Linked DNA regions of Bos taurus: region 1 is linked to region 2. The links are chromatin contacts, called in public Hi-C maps. All regions are on one chromosome and are shown on one strand. The core of a region is the stretch at or near the end of the contact, and the rest is flanking DNA. Distances in the headings are between cores, read along the strand shown. Region 1 overlaps USP6NL (USP6 N-terminal like). Region 2 holds the start of ECHDC3 (enoyl-CoA hydratase domain containing 3).

Evidence for each region. Hi-C and Micro-C count contacts between places; a contact is called where the count stands out from the background.
Region 1: a contact with region 2 is called in a Hi-C map of an unstated tissue, with 8 times the contacts expected there. The contact joins the enhancer-like site here to the promoter of ECHDC3 in region 2. A contact is called at or near these places in 4 of 11 Hi-C or Micro-C datasets (liver, skeletal muscle and an unstated tissue).

Annotation. Positions count from the first base shown.
Region 1 is chr13:12,741,297-12,747,927 of ARS-UCD2.0, forward strand. USP6NL (USP6 N-terminal like) reads left to right here. Exons shown (of 14, transcript NM_001192695.2): 5 at 4,211-4,291. Among named protein-coding and RNA genes, the nearest start is that of USP6NL, 26 kb to the left of the region's middle. Within about 2 kb of position 1,290, at least 5 of the 102 cell types and tissues checked have an H3K27ac peak or open chromatin away from gene starts, as enhancers often do.
Region 2 is chr13:12,530,578-12,536,794 of ARS-UCD2.0, forward strand. ECHDC3 (enoyl-CoA hydratase domain containing 3) reads right to left here and starts at 2,720. Exons shown (of 5, transcript NM_001193156.1): 1 at 2,551-2,720. The coding sequence starts at 2,720. LOC132346865 (basic proline-rich protein-like) reads left to right here and starts at 2,719. Exons shown (of 1, transcript XM_059892866.1): 1 at 2,719-3,144. The coding sequence starts at 2,719. The coding sequence ends at 3,144.

The DNA of each region.
Region 1 (6,631 bases), core at 40-2,539, 210 kb after region 2:
AAAATCTCAGGGAAACAATTAGACAAAGTCAGATAGTACAGACTATACCCTTCAAGAATCAACATCATGAAAGACAAAGGCCAGGAGACTGTTCTAGAGTAAAGGGAACTAAAGAGATGTCTTCTCTCCATCCACCTAAAGAAAAACAGCTGTACAGACACTTTTGAGACTAGTGGGGAGTTTGATATATGGATGGTTTATTATCAAATAATGAACCAATTTTAAATTTCTTGAAGGAGTGTGATAGTGGTGCTATGATTATGTAGGATAATGTGTCTTATTCTTAGGTAAATATTTGGAGTGTTCATGATGTCTGTGATTTTCTAATAGATTAGCTCCCCCCCCTCGAAAAAAAAACACCCCAATATAAATAGATTAAATCTGGCAAAATGTTAGTAATTGATGGATTTTGCTGAAGCATATATAAGTATATGGTGCATTGGGCTTCCAACTTTCTGCAGGTTTGAAATGTTTCAGTAAAAATTAGAGAAAGTAAGATGTCTGTGTATAAAGTCAACAGAGTTATTTAATAGCAGTTTTGTATAGATTGCTAGCAGAGGCATGAAAATACATTGTGTGTTGGGAATGACGACCAGGTCATCAAAATAGCAGGAAACTAGAAGGTGAGTTTGTGTCATCCTGTGTTAGAGCCATCTGTGTAGACATTTGAACTTTATTTGTAGATAATGGGTAGTCGTTGAAGGATTTTTTAAACTGGGACTCACATAAAAGGTCACAGCAGTGTGGAGGCTGGCTTGAGGCCACTCAGGGCTGCCTGTGAGTTCTTACCCTTGTCTAGGGATAAGCATTGCCCCACTCCCACCCCCCAGAACAGGCAGAGGACGTGATGGAAGCCGGAGACATGGGCGGGGCCAGCAAAGTGCAGTTTGGGTCTAGAAGGAAGATAAATGGAAGACTGAAAAGCTAAGGTTTTAGGCTGATCCAGTGGCTGGTGGTGCTGTTCATTCACAGCAGGGAAGGGAAGGGCAGCAGCACCCTGTTTAGGGAAGTCCTTTTGGATGTGTGTGTCCTTTTTTAGCTTCCCTGGTGGCTCAGCAGTTAAAGAGTCTGCCTGGAATGAGGGAGACGTGGGTTTGATCCCTGGGTTGGAAAGATCCCCTGGAGAAGGAAATGGCACCCCACTTCAGTACTCTTGCCTGGAGAATCCCATGGGTGGAGGTGCCTGGTAGGCTACAGTCCATGGGGTCGCCAAGAGTTGGACACGACTGAGTGACTTCACTTTCACTTTCGCTTTGGCTGTGTGGAGTTTGACCTGTCTGCTGAACCTCAAGGTGCGGTTCTACCTTGCTGCTCTTGTTCTAGCGTCTTGGTGTCAGTGAGTCCACGGCAAGCCTGTTTTTCTAGAGCATTTAAGTTCATACTTATCACACGTGTTCTGGAGTTGATAAGCTGTAGCATCTTTGCTGATAAAGTATATTTTATCCGCTTATTACAGATTCATGAGTGCATTCAAATCTGGTATAGTTGATCTGACAGTGTTACAGAGTTAACACTTAAGCCCGATGGAATACCAATGTATAATTTTATACTGGTGTATAATTTTAAAATTTTACAGCCTGGGAGCTTTACCCAAAATTTTTCCTTTTTTGCTGTAGGGGAAAGAAAAGCATACTTAATAGTTCTTAAAATTGTGCATGTGTGTTTTATGCTTGCATGTAAGAGTGTGAAGCATTTAAAATAATCTCTGTATATATGATGAGCATTAGAATACAAAAATGTGCCTTTTTAAAAAAAGGATAGCTGTTCCTTAAAGTGAGTTATTGACAATTTAATAGTCATAAAAAGGAAAGATAGCAGGAGACCTGCTAGATCTGAGCAGGGTTTTTCCTGGCAAAGTATATGTTATTATGCTCTTGGGTTGGCTTGAATTATTTGCTGCTTTCTTGTTGGTGGAGAAAGGGATTGAGCTTTGAGGAAGTCAGGGGAGGAAGTGCAGAACAGTAAAGTGACTGAATGGCTCCTTAGATCCATCTTAATTTTTCACAGCTTGGCCTTCTCTGAAGTCAAGTTCAGCAGAAACATTAATTAGATTTCAATGCCCTGCTGAGGTTTAAAATTAAACATATTTCTGGAACCATCTGTAGCATTTTATCACTAATAATATAATGAAGAATATGCTTAATCTTTTGAAAAATGAGAATCATAACAGAGTATCTTTTGCTCACAAGTGATCATCTTTGGTTATGAAAAAGCCATCAAAATTTTTAGAAGAGTAAAGAAGTAATTAAAAAGTTTTAAGGATATAATCCCCCCACCCCCCAAAAAAATTGCGTCAAAGTATTCTGAGTGGTGAGAATCTTTTCCATATTGAGGATTTTCTTTGGGATTTTACGGTTCTCTTGCATCTAAAAATATCGATGGTGGGCCTGTGCCATCTGCCTATTTGGGGCTGGATTCGCCCAAGAGCTGAGATTCCCCCAAGGAGAGCCAGGACTGGGTGGAGGTAAGGGCCTAGCACGTGACGGCCCAGCACGCAGGTCCTGGGGCCAGACAGCCTGGCTTTGAGCTGACCAGAGGGGAACGTGGAGAAGTCCGTTGGCTCCTTTGGGCCTCTGTCTCCTTATTTGTGAAGTGAGGAGAATTATGCCTACCTCATAGGGGTGTAGCGAGCATACGTTTTTGAGCATAAAATGTCCCTTCAGAACTGTTCTTTCCCGTGTGGTCTTCTGTTTCCTTCACTCTTTAGATGCACTTAAAACACTTACAGAGGCCTTCGGGGAAGAACATGCTGCCGCTGAGGAGAATTAACAGAACAGCAGCAGCTCGCTCGCTCCTAGGAATTCTGTTGTTTTGTTCTCACAAAAGCGTGATCACTAGGTGTGGACCCTGCGGCTCTTTCCCAGGCAGTCAGAGGCCACAGGCACCTTGGCCTTCGTGCAGGGAGGTGCCGCTGGGGGAAGGAGATCAGGTGCGCAGCAGCGGAGGTGGGGGGGTGGCCCTGGAGAGAGACTCGCTTCCCCGCTCGGCCCACCCACATGTGCTTTCTGAGTGTAGGCTGGGCCTGCAAAGGGAAGGAATGGAGGGCTGTACACCCAGGTCTTTTTTTCTGAATGTACCAGTCAGGTAAGTCACTCTACCACCATGAGAGTTAATAAGAGATTGGAGGGCAGGCTGGAGGACTTAGGAAAAAAATCCCTTCTCCTGGAAACCAGAGTGAGGGAGAAGCTTTTTCTCTTCCATCTCCCCTCTTCCCTTAACCCTCTCCACCCCATTCCCAGCTTTGCCCAGAATCTTAGTTTAGTGACAGTGGAGACGACCGACCGTGTGTTCAGCCTCAGCTCTGGAAGCATCCTTTTTTAGCCCCTGTGGTGCTGCATTGTCTGAGAAGTATATCTGCCCGCGCTTCTCGGAATTTTGCACTGGATAAAAACCCGAACAGTCTTCCAGCTCTGCACTCAGGGTGCCTTCTCTGCCGTCCTGGGTGGGTGGCATTGCTCCCTCCATAGGATTTGAGTCGCGCTCTCTGCCTCTAGGCCCAGCACTGCATGTTCCGTGTCAGGGGCCCTTGAGCAGATGGTGAACTTTCCCAAGGGCAGCAACAGTTACTTACTTTGTACAGTTTTCACTAGCATAATGCTAGTTATGTAATGATCTCCCAATAATATCCAGTTCTCCTTTATAAAAAACACCTTTGTCACGGAAGGAATTAAAATGCCACAATTCAGTAAAATGTTAAAGAAGAGAATGGAATTTTGAAGTTGTGTTTTTTGTTGCTTCATAAAGATATTTCAAAATATTTTAAAATTTCCTTTTGGCCTAACTTTGTAAAATACCAAGTGCTTAGTCGCTCAGTCATGTCCGATTCTTTGCGACCCCATGGACTGTAGCCCGCCAGGCTCCTCTATCCATGGGGATTCTCCAGGCAAGAATACTGGAGTGGGTTGCCCTGCCCTTCTCCAGGGAAAATACCCAGAGTTAGATTAATTTGAAATGTTAGAAAATCTGAGTGACTCCTCTCTCTTTACCTGTCTCTCCTGTGTATTTTAACTTAAGCAAGAGCATACTCTTGATACAGCAGTAATCAAGTGTCCAACTATTTTTTAAAAAGTTAAGATATTTGCTGTCCAATGTTGCATAACTTTTTTGTAGTTCTTTTTTCAGCAGCATTTTCCTTGACATTTTTTGGTAATTTGTTAAGTAAAAGAAGTCTGAAACAAACAATAACAATAAATTTCAATTTTATTTTTAGCAAAAGCACCTGGAAATTGAAAGAACTACTAAATGGTTGAAAATGCTAAAAGGATGGGAAAAATACAAGAACACTGAAAAGGTAATTAAAATATTACTTCCTTATGAAGTGGATTTTCCCAGTAAAATTTCCTCTCTCATGATAAGAATATAACATGCATATTCTTAAAAATTTTTTTTTAATTTTAATTTGAGTGAGTGAAGTGAAAGTCGCTCAGTCGTGTCCGACTCTTTGCAACCACATGGACTATACAATCAATGGAATTCTCCAGGCCAGAATACTGGAGTGGGTAGCCTTTCCCTTCCCCATGGGATCTTCTCAATCCAGGGATCAAAGCCAGGTCTCCTGCATTGCAGGCAAATTCTTTACCAGCTGAACCACAGGGAAGCCCAAGAATACCAGAGTGGGTATCCTATCCATTCGCCAGCGGATCTTCCCAAACCAGGAATTGAACCGGGGTCTCCTGCATTGTAAGCAGATTTTTTGCCAGCTGAGTTATCAGGGAAGCTTCTGAGTGGAATGCATTAAATTAGGAGTCTCTGTGCTGTCACAGAATGCCCAGTTTAGACTGGTTGCAGGAATTGAGAGGACGCGGTGGACAGCGCAGAGGTCGGCAGGCTTTCAGGGGTGACGGAATTCGGCTGCTTAGTTACATTGCTGCTGGTGATTTTGTGTCTTTCCATCTCCCTCCTCTGCCTGCTGTGGTGCCAGCTTCCCGCTGACTGTGGCTTCCCTTTGGGGTCAGGATTAATGCAGTCAGTCCAGGCTTGGTATCCATCTGTCTTCCTGCTCAGAAGGAGAGAAGTTTTGTTTTGAAAAGTGTTCGTGAACAGTAGCTCGTCCTTGTCCTAAAGCATCTAACAGATCTCCCTCCTAAATCTTTTTGCCCGGGATTGAGTTTGGGCTGTTTAAATCAGTTTTTTTTTTTTTTTAATGCATACATCTATTAATATTCCTACTAATCTCATCAGAGAAGTCTTTAAACATTGTTCAGTTGTGAAGTTCCTAGTAGTTGAAGTTTTCCAAAATTCTAACTTTTGCTTGAAAGGGCAAAAGTTACCAGTGGCAACAATGCTATCCAGGTGTTTTCCTTAAGGGCTTCCCAGGTGGTTCCTTGGTAAAGAACCTGCCTGCCAGTGCCAGGGACTTGAGTTTGTTCCCTGGATTGGGAAAATCCCTTGGAGAAGGAAATGGTAACCCACTCCAATATTCTTGCTTGGGAAATCCCTTGGAAAGAGGAGCCTGGTGGGCTACAGTCCACGGGGTCACAAACAAGTTGGACATGCCTTAGAGGCTAAACAACGACAACCAATTTTCCTTAGAGTAACAGGCTTATTTCATTTATTTATTTATTTATATTTTTTACTTCATTGATTTTTGAGCATCTGTCTGCTAAACAAGTCTCAACAACCACGGTTTGTTAGTCATTCATTTTTTTCAGATTAGTGTCCTTGACAAAAGCAGTTGGTTCAGATCGCAGTTCAGTTTCATAAATGCTCTTACTTGAGGCTGGCACTGTGCTCTGTGTGTGCTACCGCATGACCCAGAGTATTAATAAGATGTGTCTTCAGGATTGAGATGGAGTGAAATTAATAGTTTCCACTGCTTCATTAAGGGCATTGCTAAGTGCAGTGACCTCTGTTTTAAACTGTGATCAAAGAACAGTGACTGCCGCACGGTGCTTCTCCTGCCTTCGTTTGTGCCGAGGTGCCAGGAGCTTCAGCTTTTATGGGGAGCCATGAACTAAGGTTTTTCTGCTCCCAGTGCCAAAGTCAGCGCAGGGAAAGAGGCCAGTAATGTTTTAGTATCATTAAGAAAATAGTTTGCATGGCCCATGCCTTGAGAACTGCTGACAACTAAGCCTCTGTTTCCTCATCTTTGAAATGGAGATAATAATACCCATTTCAAAGAGATGATGATTTCATTGATTTTATCGATGTAAGCCATTAGGCATTGCACCTCACATGTAGTAAGCATTCACTAGCAGTTTTTTGAAGGGAGGTTAGACAGTTAAAAAGTTTTTTAATAGAAAAAAGAAACCTTCCACAATCCTACAACAAAACACTGAGTAACTGTTATGATTTTTGTCTGTTTCCTCACACTTTTTTTCTATGCAGTATATATACATTTTCCTATTTACATAGATATAAATTGTTGTGTGTCAGCCTTTGCCAACAAGAATTCCAGGGAGTATCAGTTCCCTGGTTCTAAGGGGTATTTTTACATGGAAACAGTGTTGCCTACTGATTAAACAATAGACTATCCCAGGTTCAAACCCAGCTCTGCCACGTTGTTAGCCGTGTGACTTGGGGGAAGGTGTTTAAGCTTTTTTCTGCCTTAGTTTGCTTGTCTGTAAAATGAGGGTAATCATAATACCTCCTTCACCGAGTTGTTTTGAGGATTAAATAAGATAATTCATGC
Region 2 (6,217 bases), core at 1,470-3,969:
TTGTCTTGCACCAGAGCTTTAACACCACCCCTTTTGAAAGGGGATCTCTTTAAGAGTAAGGTCACCACCAGGGCAGGTGATAAAAATGTAATCTTTCCATTTACGAGGCAAGAGATGGTCCCTGTAGATGCTTCAGTGAGCTGCCTGGAGTCTATCCTGTTGCCATAAACCACTCACAGGTCTGTGGGGCAAGACGCTGCCAGGCTCCCATGCGGAGGAGACACTCAACATGAATCTGTTGATTGAATTCATGACCAAAAAGAGCACTTCTATTTTGCAAGGCCAGTTCCACCAATTGCCGTGGATTTTCACCTCATCTAGTTTCCTGGCTTCTCTTTTAAACCCAAGTGGCGAGCACCCTGGAATGGCTCAGCAAGAGTGGAGGCAGCTTTGGAGGCAGATGGGCCTTTCTCTGTCAGCCCTCCTGCCTCCTAGCTGTGTGGCCTCCAGCAGGCCGTCCTCTGAACTCATTTCCTCAGTCAAGCGGGGATGACGTCATCTATAACACCTGGTGGCTGTAGGGAGGGTTGCGGGTGAGGAGTGTGCAGCACCACACTCAGCACTGGCCCTCACAGGAGGCAGCACAGGGGCAGCTGTTGAAAGGGACACTTCAGTGAGTTGCTGCAGCTCACCCCTTAGCGCCTGACATTGTTCTGCTTTAGTGCTGGCTTGCCTTCCTTCCTATTAAACCATTCCTGACATCCTCCTTTCTTATTTATGTTTATTTTACCTCTGGAGAACCAGGGAGCCTCCCCAGTGATTCAGTGGTAAAAAAAACCACCTGCAGTGCAGAAGACATTGGAGATGTGGGTTTGCTCCCTGGGTTGGCAAGATCCTGTGGAGGAGGAAATGGCAACCTACTCTGGCATTCTTGCCCAGAGAATCCCAGGGACAGAGGAGCCTGATGGCCTACAGCCCATGGGGTCACAGAGTCGGACACGACTGAGGGACTGAGAACACACACATCCACTGGATAATCAAAAACATCTTCTGTCATCTGGCTGCCATGCCAAATGGGCCAGATTTGAAGAAACAGTTTTTTAAGGGCCCTACTTTGCCCTTAAAAATGGGCAAGTAGGGCTCCTGCCCTGGCCCTGCACTTTGGAGAACTCTGCTCCGACAGGCCCCCTTCCAGCGGTACCCCTCTTGGCAAGCAAGGAGTCCAGTGGGATGTTGAGATGTGTGCACCTGGAAATCCCCACACCCTTCCACACCCCACTGCAGTCACCTGAAACCCTGGAATTCCATGGCTCTGCAGGGGGCACCCTAAGGCCTACGGGGTGGTTGTGAGCAGCTGAGTGTAGGGGGTGAAGGAGTAGATACTGTGGGCATGCTGCACAGGATGTCTGGGACCTGTGTGCCAAGACCCCAGCAGAGCATCAGGACGGAGTGGGGGAGAGGTGAGGGGTGCCAGGGCAGGGTGGGAAGAACAGAACAAAGCTACAGGCCAAGAGTGCTCTCCACTGCTTTAGGGGAGCTCCTTGGAGCCTGAGGACTCAAAGAGCCTTCCAAATCTTGGGCTTCCCTGCTGGCTCAGCTGGTAAAGAAACCTTGCCTAATGCAGGGGATGTGGGTTCGATCCCTGGATAGGGAAGATCCCCTGGAGAAGTAAGTGGCAACCCACTCCAGTATTCTTGCCTGGAAAATTCTATGGACAAAGAGCCTGCTGGGCTACAGTCCATGGGGTGGCAAAAAATCAGACACATCTGAGCACTGAGCACTCACATACACCAGATTTTAGGACTGCCTACTTGTCAGGAGAGAAGGAAATATATTGGCCTATCTTGCAGTTTGCTTAATTTGTAAGGTCTAAATACTCAAGACATGTCAGATAGGCCTTCCTCGGCACTCTTGCTTGGGCCAGGCAAACGTCAAGGTGAGGCCTGGATGGAGCTGAAGGCCTTCTGCCCTTACCACTCCACCGTCCAGTTTCAAGTGTGTGCCCAGGTCTGTTTTTGTAAAAGAGGTTTAGGCTTGTTGAGCCAAAGGGCAGAGCTCAGTGCAGTGTGTCCTTCGTCCTATTTATTTACCGCCCCCACGTGGGCACTTCTGGCTGCAGGCCGAGGAGCAGCTCCGCTAAGCCTGACGGCGCCTTGGAGCCGCGTCAAGTTTGTGAGGCCCAGAGCCCTCTATGAAGGGCTTTCTCAAAGGCACAGCAGCGGAGGAGCCTCCCACAAGGCTGCCCACGCTGAGTCCAAGTGCGAGGTCGACTCGCTCTGGGGTTTAGGGGCAGTGCTGGCACCGTCGCAGGCAGCCCCACTTAAATCCTCGGTGTGAATCCTGCAGGGTCCCAGAGGCCACTGAGCCCAGGCAAGGGACCTCTGTAAACGCCGCATCCGCGGATTCTTTTCACGTCGGACACTCCGCCGAACAGATGGACTGCGATAGATAAACTGGACTCTGCGGCGGGCGGAGCTGACCACCGACGGAGCCGCTCTGGACTCTGCGTGGGTGGCACGGTTGGCAGCCAGCCTCCTGCGCCCCTCTCTCTTCCTGGGTCCCGCTGGCCACCCCCCGGGGAACAGCCCCGCACCCAGGCGGGCCGCTGACCTGATGCCGTCCTGTTGCCGCGCGATGGTGGGTCGCGGCCCCGGCTCCGGCCGCCCGATCCCGGCCGGCCCCCCGCTGCAGAAGCCAGTGGTGAGCGGAGCCCACGGACCGCGCCGGAGCCACCCCGACCCCTTCGCTCCCAAGGCCCGCAGGCCCGCGGCCGCGGCCATGGCGGCTAGAGACGCGCCGGAGTCGGACGCCGCTGAGCTCGACGCCGGGGTCCGCGGGCTCTGGGCGCTCCGATGGACGTGGGTGCCGGCCGGGCCGCTGCGCTCCGATCGCTCCAGGCCGCGGGCAAAACTGGATCGGGGAGCCGGGGCCCAAGCTGGGACCCGACTCTTCCCCCCAGGCCTTTCCCCTCCGCCCCGCCCCTCCCCGTCCGGCGCGGGGGCCGCGAGTCCTCCGGCTGCGCCCCGAGGCTCCGCCCCCGTAACACTGCCTCTGGCGCCGCGTCCGCCCTTGCCCCGCCCCTTGCCTTTGGCGCCCCGCCCTCGAAATCCCTACCTCGCCTCTGACCCCGCCCCTCGTGTCGCCCCGCCCCCGAGGCCGGGGCGCCCTGTCCCCGGAGGACTTGAAGGGTCGGGCCTGGGGTGAACAACTCAAAACCTGCAGGCGTGCTCTGTGGTTTGTTTGCCTTAGCAAGGCCAGATGAAGGGGTTTAAAGGAGGCGAGGCGTGGGTTGGCTTGTTCCCTTTTGCTACAACACCAAGAACATGGTGGTTTGCCTAGATCAGAAGAAAAATGAGAGCCATCAGGGAGCGAATGATGTGAGCTACCGGACACTGCTTTTTTTTTTTTTTTTTAACAAATTGCTTCATCCTACTCATCCTATCCCAGGCCTTGCAGATGGTCCCAGGTCACTACAGGACCTGTGTCCCACTCAGGCACTGGCTTTTGAATGCTCTGTGTCTTCTCTTATCGAGAACCTGTGGGATCTAATTTGTATCTTGCGGTTTTTCAGTGCACCAAGGAGGGTGCATTTCAATGCTTCTAGGCCTTTGGCTAACATCACGAGTAGTATCGGGGCTTCCCAGGTGACACAGGGGTAAAGAATCCGCCTGCCAATGCAGGAGATGCAGTAGACGTGGGTTGGATCCCTGGGTTGGGAGGATCCCCTGGAAGAGGGCCGGCAACCCACTCCAGTATTTTTGCCTGGAGAATCCCATGGACAGAGCAGCCTGGCAGGCTACAGTCCACAGGGTCGCAAAGAGTTGGACAGAACTGAGCGAGGGAGCACACACACAAGGAAGGAGAGGGAGCCACCTCTCCTGGAGCCACCAGGTTCCAGGTGGCTGGCATCAGACAGCAGTCCTGTGGCTGAAAGCTCAGGTGTGATAAGAGTCCCGGTGTCACTATGGTTTTTCAAGTGGTCATGTATGGATATGAGAGTTGGACTATAGGGAAAGCTGAGTGCCGAAGAATTGATGCTTTTGAACTGTGGTGTTGGAGAAGACTCTTGAGAGTCCCTTGGACTGCAAGGAGACCCAACCAGTCCATTCTAAAGGAGATCAGTCCTGGGTGTTCTTTGGAAGGAATGATGCTAAAGCTGAAACTCCAGTACTTTGGCCACCTCATGCGAAGAGCTGACTCATTGGAAAAGACTCTGATGCTGGGAGGGATTGGGGGCAGGAGGAGAAGGGGACGACAGAGGATGAGATGGCTGGATGGCATCACTGACTCGATGGACGTGAGTCTGAGTGAACTCCGGGAGTTGGTGATGGACAGGGAGGCCTGGCGTGCTGCGATTCATGGTGTCGCCAAGAGTCGGACACGACTGAGCAACTGAACTGAACTGTATTCATTGAATTCACAGATTCTGGAGATTTGCGTGACCCTTGGAAGGGAAGGTCTGGCCCTCAAGGCTCCCCCCTAGTCTGTAGGATGACCCCTCCCCTTACTCACCCCCCGCCCCCCCCCCCCCCCCCCCCCCGCCTCGCAGCAACACACACATAAGGAGCTTTCACACTGAAATTCTGCAAGGATCACAATTATACAAAGGCATCCTCAAGCAGGGCCACTGAACTTGCACAGAGACAGGGTGGATTCCTTTGAGTGAGGCTCCCTTTAATTCTCAGCTTCATGATTGCTCAGAACGCTTCTGTACAGAATAATATTTTGAAATATCAATTGAGATCTCTACTAACAGCACCCTCACCCCATTTCTTTGGTCCTTGTTCCATTCAGGTAGAACTCAGAGACTCACAAGGGCAATTCTTGGCTTTTGATTTGTAAAAGCCTAGCCCTTGGAAGTCGGAAAGAACAGGCATGATATTGATTGATTTGGGAGGCCACTGATGAATCAAAACAAGTCTCCAATTTGAGACCAGATTAAGATCCCCTGGGTTTGAGGGCAAGGTTAGGACAAGTAGGACCTAGGAAAAACCGGAAGATGGTAACTGGCTTTATGTGGGATCTTGAAAAAGGGGTACACAGAAGCCTCCTGGAGGAGAAGTGGGAAAAAGACTTTGAGAACTGTAAAAAAAAAAAAAAAGAAAGAAAAATTGTTTAAACATAGTAAGTCAACTGTACTTCAATAAAATATATATATTAAGAAAAAAAATTTACTAACAGTCGCTCTATACAAAGCCCTGATTCTGGGCCAGTGCATGCACTTGGTCCTTTACTTATGACACCTCAAGATCACTTATGAGACAGGTACCATTAACCTAGTTTAGAGGTTTTGTAGCCCTGCTCGAAATCAGCAGAGCAGTCACAAAGTTGGGACTGGGAGCTGGAGGTCACCTGAAGGATGGGCTGTGAGGGAGGTCTCCATGCTCATCTAAATTCCTGTGCCTGCTCTCCCATCTCTTTCATGTCTCCTTCCTCCCCTCATGTCTTTTGGAGCCTCTAGCCCTGGTTTTCGACTAAGCAGGAGCAGCAGCAGCAGCCCTGGTTTTTGGGAAGCGGCGCTGGACAGCCATTGTGTTATTCATGCAGGAGTCAATAACACTTGCTGAAACGCTCGTCCATCCTTAAGCAGTGCAAGAATCTTTTCTGTCAGGCTGTTTCTCCGGGCCTCCTCTGCCTCTCATTAATTTTAGTAGGGGCTGCCTGTCTTTCTTCTCTCTTGTTCAGTGCCCTTCTAATCTATTTTTCCGCCCGGGCCTTCTCCCTGACACAATTTGATTTCCAGGCTGCTAGCGGGCTTCTTTCTGGCTTTGATTTATGTGCGCCGTGCCTGTGCTACATGTCTTTGCCGAACGGATGTGTCTTCGCTACCTTTTTACAGTCCCTTTAAAGACCCACCGATGCTTGGCAGAACGTCGTAGAAATAATACAGAATAAAAGACAGTTCTGGGGAGCCTGGTGTCTCTGGCTTGATGTTGGAATGAGGGAAGATTTAGAACTCCTCAGGGTACAGGGAAAGAAAAGTGAAGGGCAGATTTTCAGCTGCCTAAGGAGCAGTTTTTGAACTTCTTTTTTTATTGATTTCGGGCCCTTCGAAGATAGGCATGAACTGACGTGGTTCAGAGTACAATGTGAAAGATCTGGGGCTTAGTTTCAGCGGAGATTCCTCTGGCACCTGACTGATCCCCTGCTCTAGCTTTTCTCCCTCATTCTCCCCCAATTTGTCCATCCTCCCCACCCCCAAAAAAGTCATGGTAGGATCAAGCACCCTCAAACCAGACACATTTCAGACGTTCATCATTTCACACAGCTGCAGATG